2 separate regions of the Cyclopterus lumpus genome follow, and region 1 is linked to region 2. The links are chromatin contacts, called in public Hi-C maps. All regions are on one chromosome and are shown on one strand. The core of a region is the stretch at or near the end of the contact, and the rest is flanking DNA. Distances in the headings are between cores, read along the strand shown. Region 1 holds the start of cdin1 (protein C15orf41 homolog). Region 2 holds the start of meis2a (homeobox protein Meis2a).

The links. A called contact is a pair of places that touch in the nucleus more often than the background predicts.
Region 1: a Hi-C map of muscle shows a contact between it and region 2, with 5 times the contacts expected there. The contact joins the promoter of cdin1 here to the promoter of meis2a in region 2. A contact is called at or near these places in 2 of 2 Hi-C or Micro-C datasets (both in muscle).

The regions. Positions count from the first base shown.
Region 1 is chr22:14,743,727-14,746,442 of fCycLum1.pri, forward strand. It overlaps cdin1 (protein C15orf41 homolog), which reads right to left and starts at 1,395. Exons shown (of 11, transcript XM_034525504.1): 1 at 900-1,395. The coding sequence starts at 1,000.
Region 2 is chr22:14,597,433-14,600,319 of fCycLum1.pri, forward strand. meis2a (homeobox protein Meis2a) reads left to right here and starts at 1,466. Exons shown (of 13, transcript XM_034525554.1): 1 at 1,466-2,253; 2 at 2,768-2,887. The coding sequence starts at 2,242.

The DNA.
Region 1 (2,716 bases), core at 145-2,644, 150 kb after region 2:
CCCCATGTTTTCCTTTAATTATTACACCCACCAGTACCACTTTTTGAAAAACTGGCATGTGGACTGTTTGTTAAAGACAGTTTAGATTAGGAAACCAAAAGGAGAAAGGAAACTAAAAATAAATGTGAGAAGGACCTCCTAGTGTTGGTGCCTAAACATACAGGATATTGGATGAACTTTATACGCATGACATATTCTGTAAAATGCTGACAGTGAGGACAAAGCCAAGCTCAAGCTTCGCTGTGTCCCCTTTGGGGACCTGATACCTTCTTCTAGATTGGTGATTAGGGCACAATGGAAGTAGGAAGCTCCAAATACATACGACTTTGTAAGTGACCTCAGCGGGATCAGCCATGGTGTCCTGGTGGCCTTGGGGGATTACACATGTTACGTTCAATAAAGTGAGGGCCCTCAGTGTCAAGGAGAAAGGCAAACACAACCATTAACCTCTCTCTTCGATTTCTGGATGTGCAGGCACTGCATGGCAAAACATTGGCTAACGCTGTGGTGGAAGCCTATACAGAAACCTGTGTGGAATTAATTAGAGATCATAAGTGGTGAATTAAATGGGATGATACATATCCACAAAAAAAAAAAAAAGGAGATACAAAAGAGACTCAGGAATAAATGAATCTGCTATTGGGAGTTGATAGACAGATGGTAAAGGCATCACTGAAGTGAGCTCTTATGTATGTAAATTACTATCTAATCATAATTGTATTTTGTGCATTTTGGAAAATAATCAATGACTCAGTGTACAAAGTATAACATATGCTTATGCACAGCAGTTTGGTGTGTTTACCCTCTGGCATAAACACACACCTGCAGTAACTTACACACAATACATCCGCACAAGTAAAGGAGCTCACAAAAGAAGAAAGAAGTGTGGAACCACTTACTTCGGTAATCTTTCCTTCAGCGTCTTCATACATTGGCGGGTGGGTCTCAGTTGATCAGTCCATCTCACGATCTTTTTATATTCAGCTCGGGATAGCCTCATTTTGATTTGATTACTATGCTGGCCGTGTGCCTTTGACTGTATCTATCTGTGCAAACACAGAGTGAGAGTGTAATCAACGGACGCAACCTAGGTTCCAGAGGTAAACAACGTGAGCTGTCAAAAACAGCTGTAACGTTACCTCCTGCCTTGCTAGCCAAGCTTAGCTTTATCTTGTGGCTAACGCGACACCACAAAATAAAAATGCTCGTCTACTCTTCGAAAGGGTACTGAAGGACTACTGACTGTATCGGATTGTCAAATATGAGTGTAGAGCGATACATAACACGTAAAAATGATTGTTTACCATTAATTCCTGCTGCATGTGTGCACTTCCAGATAGCGGCTTCCCGCTAGGAAGTTGAAGAGGTGACTTTTGTGTGAGCAGCGGTGTGATTGGTCGATTCTTCCTCGAAGCTGAGTATACCAGCAGGTGATTGGTTACTTGACGGGACGGAGGCGGAGACCCAGCTGAGACATGCTGCTGATTCGCAGCACCTCGGAAGCATCACTGGATTCTCGTCAAATGCAGGCGGGTGCTTGATATGAGTCGTCTTCGGCTCTGCTGCAACGCTAGTTGATAACCCTAAAATCCGACAGAAAATAAAAAGATTAAACTATACGGGCAGGGGAAGTATTTTAAAGAGGGGAGGGGAACTGTGGAAGGAGAACAGAGAAGGAGGCGTCTTTCTGTTATGTGTGTGTACAGGGCTCTACATCGGTAAATACAGCTCACGAATTATGTGTCAATAATGTCGTAGTTTAACTGGTGACAGCGTTACTTCTGTGCTTGCGTACATTTCTTTGCAGATGGTGCTTCTCAAATAAAACGTGCTCTGTTGCTTTGATAATGCTACTTCAGCCTACAGTCCATTGCAACTTAAAACATAGGGCTACGATATATATATTTATTTGAAATAAACTGCATTCAATGATCAAGTGGCGAAGCACACTATATATTCCCCTGGCTTTCATGGAGCTTCATTCAACTTCAGTTTAGGCTCTTGTTAATTTCCCCTCATTCTTAAAGTTGAAGCAACTGCAAATCTTAGGAGAAAAGTGTTAAAAGTGTTTTGGTCATTTATCTAATTTGATTATGTTACACTTCCAACATACAACATTTAAAGTGCATTTAAGTTCAGTGATTAGCCTACTTTTTCTTTAAAGAAAACACAAAGTCTACCAAATTACAACGCAGTGACGCATCATTAATGTGTATATATTGTATTCTTTTACATTTGCAGGAAGGAATTCTGCTTCCCTAAGAAAATATTGGTCTGGGCTTGCCTACATTATTTCCGACACAAGACATTTGTGTGGACCATCCCCAGCTGTGGGTCCCCAGAATCCTCAGCACCTTTCACCTAACCAAGGTAGTGCTTTAAATGCCCCTGGCAGAAATATGTAAATTAGGCCAAGGATGATGATGTACGACTGTAGAAAAGATGTGTAAACCATACAAGGATATTGTTAAAATTATTAAGCATACAGTTGTAACATTTGTTAATCCAAACTGCTTGCATTTCAATGAAAATAGCTATCTATAAGTTACAAACGCAAACTGCTATTTAAGGGAAAATAGACAATAGTCAATTACTGATTTGTTGTGTTTCTTCCTTTCCCCCTGAACCATATGGATGCCTCTGACTGGAGTGTTGATTTTAGACGACTATTCAATAGGATTCAAATCTTTTAAGACCTAATTTGTCAAATACATGC
Region 2 (2,887 bases), core at 216-2,715:
TTCATAGTCCGATCTGAAAACTTTCCCCCTTACTGCGCCGTGAAAGGACGCGCGTTCACAACAAAGCGGCAGATACAGTGTAAGGGTTTTGCGCTACTTACCACGGTTGTCCAAAGAAGGAAGTTGAGAAAAGAAAAAAAAAAAAAATGCCAAGCGTTACTGCACAAATCAATGTGAACGATAGTATTTAGCTCATGAAAATATCAGTCTTCAATAGCAGAGTCTGCCGGGCTGGTTGTGTTTACAGAGTGGAGAGACTTGGAGACGGTGAATGCCTTGGCTCTCTGCGCACCGCTCTGCAGCTCCTTCCCGGGGTATTGCACGTTGAAATGTCCACACAGCCGTTTGTCAAACCCTGCAGTCCTACACTTCCCACCCCCCTTTATGCCAACAAACATAACCGTTGTCACGGTTTCATTTATTGAATCGTTTTCCTTTTTTTTTTTTTAAAACACCCCAGCTATTTCTAAAATCGACCTCAAGCAACTCTTGTTTGGTATTTTGTTTGTTGGGAGTTTATTGACCCTCCAACGGTAGCCACAGCCCATCTCCCTGAGCGTGTGTCTACCATAATCCTAACCTGTGAATAATTAATTTCCACCATCAAAAAATGTCACGGAGCCACAAATGGAGCCTTAATGTGAGAACCTATCAATACAGCCATGATGCCATATTAGCATTGATGGAGATACATATTAAAGGGGTTAGATGGCCTGCTTCTGTTTTGTGCGTAAAAGTGCTCAGGCTCCAAAAAGGGCTTCACTGCTATCGATGTCCGGAGCGTTGCTCCTCCTCTAAACTTCAATCTCCTCACATGATTGATGATCTCAGGGAGCTTTGATAATTGACTACTCTGAGGTAAGGCACGGATTTCTATTAAGAGAGGGGATTGGACGAAAGAAACACACAAAATTATTTTCTCCACAAAGCTTTTTTTCCCCCTTTTGGAAAAGTTCATTCCGGGCTTATAGGGGTGCTGCGTGTCGTTTAATTTGCAAAAACAAAAAAGAGCAGAGCAATAATTAGCTGTAAGATTAGGAGGTATTACGGAGATATTAGGCACACAATCTCACAACCACAAACAGATACAAAGTGAGCATTATGTCCATCTATTAAACTCTGCATTCATAAGATGTCCTGCTTCATAATATCACGTTTAAGTTATATCAATGAGGATGCATGGATGAAAGTTCAAAGGTTTACCTTTGGTTCATGTTACATTTCACCGTGCGTAAAAGTGTGCATGCATCCTGCGTAAATCTGCTTTAAACCCAACTTATTCATCATGATTCATGTGGTTAAACTCAGTCAGGGTTGTGTTTGATGTAACTCCCGAGTATCTGCAGCCGAAGTGTCCGCGCTGGTAAACCTTCCTCATTCAGCCTTCTCTCTGCTTTTTTTCTTTAGGACTCTTCACGGCGAAAATGAATTGGGTGGGAGCTGTGTTGGTTTGGCTCGTACCCCCAGTGTGCAGTTGAAGCCGTCCCCGTGCCTCGCATATACTCTGCATATCACACGATTTGGTCTCTCCTCTCTCTTTTCTGGAGCTGCTGTAGGACTGGCTATGGCCACCGCTACTTCCGGGATCCGTCATTTCATTCGCCCACCGCTCAGCGCTGCGAACTGACTCTGTTTCTATAAGCAAGCTAGCAGCCAACCTGCCAACACTCGCTGACACTCACTCATCTCAGTCTCGCCAGATAGACGAAATACCTACGGGGGGAAAGAAAGGAGAGATCTGAATCGCAATCTCTTAATTTCTACTGCTTTTTTCTTCTTCTTCTTCTTTTTTTTTTTACAGTGATAATAAAACAAGATAGCGATCTGGAGGCATTAAAGGAGACGCGGACTTGCGGGATGAAAACGGACTAAAAGATTCGTCCTTCTCTTGAACATCATCACCAACCGTCATTCATTCATTACCTTGACAACCTCTGGCTTTGATTGACAGCTGGAGTGGCAAAAAGCCATGAGACACGACAGTTTAGTTACATGCAGGTTGTTGATGGGCCGATTGTAACCTTCACTTTGGCGCATTTTTCCTTTTTTTTCCCGAGGAAAGAGGGAAAACCAGAAAAATTGCAAAACTCCCTGATGCTACGATTTCAACTGAACCACACTGGCGAATAGGAGAAGTCGCAAAGTTGGTTGAAAAAGGAATCTCGCCTCTAAATCACTTTCTAAACGGGACTGGGATATTAAATATACGACAGATTCAGGAGTTTATTGGAGCGCAGCCTGATGGCGCAAAGGGTAGGTTTTAAATCTCCTACACTTACCTGTTCAAATCCACTGTAGGGCGGCACTCGTATCGATAACCTCTTGTCGGGTGGTGGCAAACTCACAAAGTATTCATATCAAAGCTGCTATATTTGACGTTGTTCGCAGCGCCCCTGCTCTTCAAGCAAAGTGACAGCCCTCTCTCTGCCTTTACCGACGAGCCTCCGCGACACTCGTGGATCAGTTTCACAGGAGACTCCAAACTAATTCGCTCTTTTCACCCACCAAGCTCGCTTTCGGGGAGAAGCTCCGTTGTAATGTTTTTGGTAACGACAACCCGTTGATCAGATATAATATGTGCCACTTTTCCCCCTGCGCTGGCCGCGGCGCATTTTCAACGCTTATTCGATCTCCTTTGCGTGTGTTCGAGCTGAGACGTTGCATTGCTTTTTTTGTTGTTTTGTTTTCGTTTGTACTTTCTCACATTTGTTTTTATAAAAAGTAACCGGGCAGCCGCGCTGACTTTTTGCTCTGATTGTGTTCCCAGTACGATGAGCTGGCCCACTACGGGGGGATGGACGGAGTCTCGGCGTCGATGTACGGGGACCCGCATGCTCCCCGGCCGCTTCCCCAGGTCCACCACCTGAACCACGGACCGCCGCTGCAC